2 separate regions of the Mus musculus genome follow, and region 2 is linked to region 1. The links are chromatin contacts, called in public HiChIP or PLAC-seq maps. All regions are on one chromosome and are shown on one strand. Each heading gives the region's core, a stretch centred on a gene start, on an enhancer-like site or on the middle of the called end of the contact. The rest is flanking DNA. Distances are from core to core; before and after follow the strand shown. Region 1 has its middle 47 kb from the start of Mir3966. Region 2 overlaps 4930473O22Rik (RIKEN cDNA 4930473O22 gene).

Region 1 (4,501 bases), core at 1,170-3,669:
CTGATAACAGCTGTGGCTGTTATAAACAGAGTTATCTATAAGATTTAGAGTTAGGATAACATTTAGAGTTAAGGATGGCTAAATGAATCAGGCTTCTATTCAGAAAGGCAGGAGTATCGCAACCAGAAGATTGATGCCAGCGATCCTGCACTGATTTCCCATAAACAGGATGATCCCACTTCTATGCCGAGGAATGCATGTGTAAGCCTGATTCATGATCTATGAACACCCAAGGGCTCAAGCATGGATAACACGTCAAGTGCAGATCAGATCCATACAGAGGCCTTCTGTACTTAACTCAAGGATTCAAACAAGTTTACATTCACGACAAATATTATTCTTTCTTTACATAAGAAAATTCTAATAACTGGAATTGCAAAAACTATTGATGTATGCCAGGCATGGCTTGTATGGTAGCTCCTTAGCAAAAGTCTAAAGAAATCAAGAAGTCAGCATAAACCAATCTCTACTCTGGGATTGGTACCAGAGGGAGAAAATACAAAATACTTGAAGTCAAAAGCATGGATTTCAGTCTGAGGAAACATTTTGAAATGTTGTCTTTATTATTTTGGACAAATCATTTAGTGTCCTGGACTTAGCTTCCTTGTCTTAATGACACAATTGTGCCAATCACCCTTGCTCTTCCTCTCAAATGGTTTACGGAGTGTGTTACATTTGTTGACTGGGCTCCTCTGGAAATGTGTGCTTGGCCCAGCCAGATTACTCGTTGTTATGCAGTTCTTCAGCTTTAGAGCTGCCTATTTCAATGGCTGATGTGCATCAGACACTCAATGGGAAAATTAACATAAAATTGAGTGGTCAGCGATGCAAGGGCAGGGATGCAGAAGCGCATAAAGTGACAGTCACTTGAACGTTGTTCATAGATACTTGGAAGTTTGCCTCTGAATCTAAGTAAACTAGGAAAGAAATGCACTTGGTGACTTGAATGTCATGCGTGAAGGTGACTTTGTGTCCCCTTCTCTCTATGACCTCCACAGTTAGTTATCTACAACAGGCTATCCACAGTGGTAGCAAAGGCATGCATAGCACCTTCTGGTACCATAAAAGCAAGTCCTTAGGAAGGCTCTCCATCAAATCCAGCTCAAGGGCCTCCAGGGTCTGTTTCTGAAAAGCATGGTGTCTGTCTCCAGCAATAGGGACTTAACTTCTGCCTCTGTGTGGGCAACCAAGGACAATAGCAAGAGGCTGTATGTTCTGGGATCTCTTGGACATCCCTGACCAACAACTCAAAACAGGGCTTTTTATGTCTGGCACTGTGCTTTTGATCCCAGTCCCAGTGGATCCATTTACAAAACGCTCCCTCACTTTGGGATCCGGGAAGATTCTGGAAGATGGGATTTGAAGGACCATTAAGGGACACAGGAGATTCATGAGAGATTGTGTCTCCTGGAAGTGTCAAAGGCTACACCAATAAAGTCTCACTAGTATGAATGCTGAAACATGAAGCTGAACAAGAACAACAGACATGCCAACATAGGTGGAGAAAGCCCACAGAACTATAACCATACACAAAGAACGACAGCCACATAAGGAGTGATGAGAGAGAGAAATAATATTTCTCCTGCAGGAGCATATCACTTAGCTATCCAATACCAAAGAGTCAAGCCTGAAAACATACATGAGTAACATACAGACTAAACTGCTTATATTTATGAATATGTATGAATATACTATGTGTACATATATGCATGTAACAACAATGAAAATTTGAACAAGAGCAATGAAGTTGATGTGGGAAGGATCAGATCAGTGGAAGGAAAGAGCGGAAGACATGATGTCTATAATCTAAAAAATACTATAATCTAAAAAAGAAAAGACTAAAAGGTAAATTATATGGTAAAAGTAAATTAAAGAAATAAATGACTACCCACATGTGCCCTATTCAATATGGCAGCTACAAATATTATTCTTTCTTTACATAAGGAAATTCTAATAACTGGAATTGCAAAGATTATTGATGTATGCCAGGCATGGCTTGTATGGTAGCTCCTTAGCAAAAGTCTAAAGAAATCAAAAAGTCAGCACAAACCAATCTATACTCTGGGATTATATGGAGCTCCTAACCACTTTAATTAAGCTAAAAAAAATGCAACAGAAATCAACTCATAATTTTATGTAACGTAATTTGATGTTGAGTTCAACTCAATGGTCCCATGATTAAAGGGTACTCTGTTAAGTAGCGTAGGTCTTTAATTTACACGCTGAACAAATGATCACATTTCTTGCTGGGATTCTGAGAGCATATTGTGGCTAATATTAGCATGTGCCCAAGGAAGAATCATTATAAGGAAATTTCAATTGTCAAAATTAAAGTTGTGCTTCCTCAGGCTCAGATCTAGTGCATCTCTTTGGTAAATCCTGCACAGTCTCACGAGAGGAGGGAGTGGGTGTTGGGTCCTGTCCGACTGCATTCACGCCTTCAGCTTTCTGGGACTTTGTTGCCTCCTTTATACAAGGAAGCTGTTAGATTTACACACTGGATGGGAGGATGTATATATTTGCTTTTAGGACTCCTCTGTTATTTCTTGTCTCGTGTGAATCTTTCCAGCTTGCTCTCCTCTTGCTTCTTCTGTTTGGTTGCATTTTAAATAATCTCCTGATTGAAAATTTTATTCTTCTGGATTTGGATTGTCTGGAAGATGTGTTTATAAGAGTCTAGACGTGTATATATGTGGCTTACACACTTTAATTCAAAGGATAACTGCAAATAGATCAACATAACCTTTTAAAAAAAGAAAAAGAAAAAAACATTTTCCAAAGATCTAAATGGAGGAAAGATCGTTGTAAACTTAATAAACTGCAATGTTAAAACCAATCTAAATCACAAAATCAGATTTATTTGTATCCTAGGAGCTTGTTGAGCACAAGTAGCTGCATTTGCAAAAATGCAGATTACTGGTGTGGCCAGTAACCAACTAGAGTTAAAGAAGAAACAATTCTGGAAACTCTGGTCCCTCTGGCTCCCCCGGTTCTCTGCTCCCTGGTAAAGATGAAGAGTACACAAGCCCCACCTACTGGACAACATGGGAATAGCACCCAAGAGCTCAACTTTAATGTCTGTTAACTGGCTTTTGTTTGTTTGTTTTGTTTTTCTTTTCTTCTTCTTCTTCTTCTTCTTTTTTTTTTTTTGCCTTTTTAAAATTAGATATTTTCTTTATTTACATTTCAAATGCTATCCCGAAAGTTCCCTATACCCTACCCCCGCCTTGCTCCCCTACCCACCCACTCCCACTTCTTGGCCCTGGCATTCCCCTGTACTAGGGCATATAAAGTTTGCAAGGGGCCTCCCTTCCCAATGATGGCCGACTAGGCCATTTTCTGCTACATATGCAGCTAGAGACAGGAGCTCTGGGGATACTGGCTAGTTCATATTATTGTTCCACCTATAGGGTTGCAGATCCCTTCAGCTCCTTGAAAATGTGGTACATTTACACAATGGAGTACTACTCAGCTATTAAAAACAATGAATTTGTGAAATTCTTGGGCAAATGGATGTATCTGGAGGATATCATCCTTAGTGAGGTAACCCAATCACAAAAGAAGTCACTTGATATGCACTCACTGATAAGTAGATATTAGCCCAGAAATTTAGAATACCCAAGATACAATTTGCATATACCCAGACACTATTGCATTTGCTAGCAAGATTTTGCTGAAAGGACCCTGATATAGCTGTCTCGTGTGAAGCTATGCCAGTGCCTGGCAAATACAGAAGTGGATGGTCACAGTCATCTATAGGATGGAACAAAGGGCCCCCAGTGGAGAAGCTAGAGAAAGTTAACTGACTCTTAAATGAGAGTGATAATAATAATTTCAATCTTAGTATACTGTTTTAAAGTTATATCCCATAGATATTTAAACGAAAATACCTCTAAAATTGCAAGTAAAGTCTTAGTAAATAACAGGGAGTCCAGATTTTAGAAATTGTGCTAACTGCATCAGATCTTGTAACACATTCTGTTTGACATATCAAAATAGCATAATCCTAAGCCACCTCTTAACATCATGATTTTCTTTTAGGCTTGGACCTGAATACAGATATTTCGATAATATAATTTAATTCCACTTAATACTTAGAAGAAATGTTTGATAAGCATAGCCCTTAACTTCAAGAACTGTGCTGTTTCAATATATAGGGGAAAATAGAGATGTATATTCTTTTATTTCGCTCAAGAAAAAGAGCCTTGCTTATTTTTAACCAGAATCAGGAATGAGTGGTCCTGCTGAGCTGGTTTGGGCATGTGAGGCAGAATGAAATTTTTCATAAAGTTTAGTAGAGAGATAAACCAAATTGCTGGATAATATATGTGAACATCTTTAAGGCATGAAGACATACCTTCCACTGTTACAGTATCAATAAAGCAAAAATTCTGCACCAAAATGGAAACTATGAGTGACCTTTAAAGTGCTTCAGGAATGGAGTTGGGGAGCTACCTAGATTGGATTCCAAGCTGTACGTAAACATCCATAAGTCTGGCAT
Region 2 (4,501 bases), core at 953-3,452, 210 kb before region 1:
TTTTATCCTTCTAAAGTATCAAGATAGAACTAATACCAAGTCAAGTTTACTATAAGCTTACACATTCCAATTCTTTCTGGACAGAAACCTGACCACTCATGCCACGTGAGAGCACTGAAGCAAATAGCTGCACAAGCCTTTGAAGTAGCCTCTGCATAGGAAACTGGACACTCTACGGAAAAAAAAATGACAGCCTGGCTTTTCAAAAGTATTTTTCCTGCTCTTAACAACTCAAACTAGTATTATTTTTGTTTTGTATTTTTTCCATATTTGGCTGAAATTTTGTAGGGACCTTAGACAATTAGTTTATAGAGAGATCTTTACAGAAATGACATGATTTTTCACTCCCGCGTGTTTACCACTATAATCAAAGTTATTCTTAATATCTATGTTGCAATTTCAATGAAGAGAATTAAGGTAGAGAAGAGGGGATGACAGCAGGGAAATTTACCAAGCCTACACATTTATAGAAAAGAATTCTTGTAAAGCAAAACTACTCTTGCAGAATCCAAGGTGAACTGGAAGGAGTTCGTGCCACCAAATATTCATTTTCCCCTTGTGCAGAGAATCATGGGTTTTACTTTAAGTGTCAGAGATCTAGAAAGAACTTGACCTTCTATGTGCTTCACAGGTTTTTCCCAAGCTACCAAATTCGTTTTAAATAATTCCAGCCAAAAGACTGTAAATATTTTTACTGTTACATTCCTGTTCCTCTGCTGAGAAAGGCTTTAGTCTGCTGGCTCTCACTTGCAAACTCCCTCTCCCTCCTTACTTCTAGACTCCAGTTCACCACTATAAACTTTATTTAAGAATATGTGAATTGTTTGGCTTTTCGAGTTTAATGTGAAATGAATCACATTACTTTTAACATATGGATTCTATAAATTTGGGGAGAGTGTCCAACAGTATTTTTAAACATACACGTTAAGTTTTGTCCTAAGTTTTCAGAACAAAGAAGAAGCCACTTAAACTCAGATTGTGAGGAGTGTCATTTATAAATAAATCAATCCAATCAGATAACCTTACTGATTAAAAGAGGCACTTTTCTTTTATGAACATTCCCTTTTGAGTTTCTGTGTCCTTGGAATACCTTTACCTCAGAGATTCTCTTTTTTTTTTTTCTCCCAAACATTTACTAAACAGGACACCATTTCTCCTTTTACACAGCAAAGTTGGTAGTTTCAAACTAGCTGAGCCATTAGAACTGCCAATTGCCACAAAATCGGAAGAGATTCTACATGTGGAACTCAAATAGAAGACATCCTGCAATGTATAAGTCACTGATAGGCCCCAGGGCAGTCAGCAAAGTGACTAAGCTTATGAAAGTCATATAAATGGCTTGACAAGAGTGCACAATAGAATGACATCACTGACTCTCAATAAACCAGGGTTAGTTACTAGACTACAACTATGTAGCTCCTCTGCCAATAGGTTAAGGCCTGATTTTATTCCCCAGCTTTGTACGTCTGAAAAGTCTGGTTAGGACAGCTTGCAGAGAGGGGTACCCTCATCTCTTCTCCTCTACCGATTACCAAGCAACAACAACAAAAGCCATGTACACATTTTACAATACCTGATAGGAATTACGTGCAAAACCTGCCTGTGTCCTCACTTAGCAGGCCTGCATCTTCATGCCTTCATTTTCTCTGGTAATGCTACTCATCCCATGTTTCACCCCTAGAGGAAAGCTGTAATTGGACAATATTCATCCTTGCATATACATCACTGACACACTCCCCATAACCATCAAACCACTGTCCCTTCCCTACACATTAACACATAGGTGCACTCCATAAACCTAGGACTACAGATGGCATTTACTTTACATTTGTAGTAGTCACTGTATCAGCATTGTCACTAGAGGATTTGTTCCAGATCTCAGGTTTGGGAAAGGGACTGCTGTATGCCTGGCCCATCTCTGGCACGCCTGCTGGAAACTTCAAAGAAAACCCCTCAGTGTATGTACAAAGTGAAGACCTGTCAGATGATCTCCAGAACAGAGCTGTGCACTTTCAAAGTAGGAGTGAGCACATATTAGCATCTAAACTGAAATCAGTTCACAGAGCCAAAGGCACACTTAAGGGTGTTATTCTTCCCTATTACTGTTGTGGTAAGTCATGAGAAGGGTCCACTTTTGTGCGCACTGACGGCTGGGTAGCTGATAAAGAACACAACTCTCATGAGTTTAACCCACCCACTCGAGTTCAGCCACTGGCTGCTTCTCAACCTTCAGAGTGCTGACAGCACAAGTCCTGTGGCTCCCATAGTCCAAGACCGTGGGAGTTCTGCTGCTTGCGTTATCCAAAGTGACCTCATTTTAACTCGATGTCTCAACTACAACAAAGAACTCTTCTACAGGACTTGAATTTTCACAAATATTTCTCTAAAACAGTGTTGCCTTTAGGGAGGTGTTACTCCCTAAGCATAGTTTATGTCAAACACTGCTGTGTCAAATTCTCATAGTCACTATTTAGCAACTATATAGTACTAATGAGAACAAAACTCCTCTCAGAAACTACCAAAACCTAGTTCATAAAATAGAAACAGAAGGAACGCTGTCCAATACATTCTATGATGCCGCAGTTACTCTGATACCTAAACCACACAAAGACCCAACAAAGACACACAGAGCTTCAGAGCAATTTCTCTCATGAATATGGATGCTCGATACTCAATAAAATTCTTGCAAACCGAATCTAAGAACACATCAAAACCATCATTCACCATGATCAAGTAGGCTTCATCCCAGGGAGGCAGGGATGGTTCAATATATGGAAATCCATCAATGGAATCCACTACACAAACAAACTCAAAGGACAAAAACCATGTGATCATCTCATTAGGTGCTGAGAAAGCCTTTGACAAAATATAACAGCACTTTGGGGTTGGCATGTTCAAAGTTCACACAGGGAAGAGGCTCCAGGTGATTGCACTGGGAGAGCAATCAAGAGTGGACTGTGAGAATGCAGAGGGTAAGGGTCAGCTCTCCTTTCTTCAACAAGAGGAAAGCTTTGCTGCGAGACTGGGGTCATTCACTGAAGTGCAGGGTTTCACTTCAGAACTGCATGAAAAGTGAAAAGGACTCCCCCTTCCTGCACTCCTGGTTCATGCAAACTTATGGGACAGTTTAAACAAGTGACATATTCTGGGGAGATCACTAACACTATCAAGGAAGAGTTACAACTCAAAGTGTGATTCTACCAATAGCAAACATCAGCTGAGAGCCACGGCTGCAACAGAAGACAGCCTAGTGAGCTAGCTACAGTGCTAACACCTTTCACACCGATTTTCCTTCAAAGAACAAAAGTCCATGGGAACTTTGGCTGAGCATATTTTCAAAGAATTCTGCCAAAAAACAAATAATGGAAAGAACAAGCATGAGGATCAATTCTTCCTATAATGGCTTTATACAGGTTTTCCACAATGCCAATCTGGGATGACAGTACAGACAGAATTAGACCGTCAGCAAGAGTGCACAATGTGTAACTACAAAACTAAACAAATCTAGCTAGTTCACCACCCACTCAGTTCTGTTCACCCCATCCTCATCAGCATGGTCTTCCCTCCTTCAAAAGCTGTCCTTAAATTCTACATCTGAATATGCATATTATCTTCATATATGAATGATGTCTTAGAACAGTGTTGGTCCTGAGGAATAAAGGGGAAAATTTGTTTTTGCTTTTTTCATTTTAAGACATGCAGTATTATCAGATACTTTGTTTGGGTGCTTAAAAACCATATGCATTAAAAATAGAACCAAGTAAATACTAAGTTTCACATCTATTCCTCACTGTCCTCAGAGTCCTAAGAGGAAAGACCTGACCTGAGCTTCCAGAGAATCAGTATCTACCTACATCACACCAAGATGGTCTAGGTCAATAGTTCCCAAATTAAGGGCATTTCAACACCTCCCTTTAAGCCATCAGAAAAGCCTTCTGTTTAAACTTGAAAGCTAGGAAAAGTAGAAATCTATTACCATGGAAGAACTCACCATCAAAACATTTCTAACTAACACAAGAGCTCACATGAAGCTCAACCATAGCAACTGGATCTTGCACTTTTGGAGCAGGAAACTTTCATCTGTTTAAGGCCCTGAGTACTCTGCTTTCTCTTCCAATCCTATAAATCTTTTACCTTTTACCTCAGTGAAAAGGTAAAATCTGGACGCCTCCAGTGAGCTCATCAAATTCCATATCATTAATCCCTGATTTTGGGAGTCTCATTTAGTAAATTAAAGAGGAGACTTAGCCATCTGCCCTTCCATCAGGGCTCCAGTGTGAGCTGACTCAGAGCCGTCCAAAGCAACTTTGTACTGACTTGCTTAATATTATTATTAAATTTCTCCCTCATAAGCATTTTTCTTTTTCTCTTTACTTCTTTGGTGAGCAGATTCCAAGACAACAATATTCAGAGACATTCTGGGATATTATAACTGCCTAGAAAAGATATTCTGGAGCTCTTGGTGGGGAGAAAGTTTTTCACCTTTGAAAAGCAGCCATAT

What was found. HiChIP or PLAC-seq counts read pairs in DNA pulled down with a chosen protein or histone mark.
Region 2: a contact with region 1 is called in an H3K27ac HiChIP or PLAC-seq map of heart atrium, with 6 times the contacts expected there. The contact joins two enhancer-like sites. A contact is called at or near these places in 1 of 15 datasets of contacts at CTCF or cohesin (the NIH/3T3 cell line), 2 of 484 Hi-C or Micro-C datasets (psoas muscle and uterus) and 2 of 115 datasets of contacts at active chromatin or transcription factors (fibro-adipogenic progenitors and heart atrium).

The regions. Positions count from the first base shown.
Region 1 is chr10:97,374,524-97,379,024 of GRCm38.p6, reverse strand. No RefSeq gene overlaps it. Among named protein-coding and RNA genes, the nearest start is that of Mir3966, 47 kb to the left of the region's middle. Within about 2 kb of position 2,419, at least 16 of the 459 cell types and tissues checked have an H3K27ac peak or open chromatin away from gene starts, as enhancers often do. A contact at or near this core is called in heart atrium, where this site is marked.
Region 2 is chr10:97,587,507-97,592,007 of GRCm38.p6, reverse strand. 4930473O22Rik (RIKEN cDNA 4930473O22 gene) reads left to right here. Exons shown (of 3, transcript NR_045356.1): 3 at 85-1,024. Among named protein-coding and RNA genes, the nearest start is that of 4930473O22Rik, 7.2 kb to the left of the region's middle. Within about 2 kb of position 2,202, at least 25 of the 459 cell types and tissues checked have an H3K27ac peak or open chromatin away from gene starts, as enhancers often do. A contact at or near this core is called in heart atrium, where this site is marked.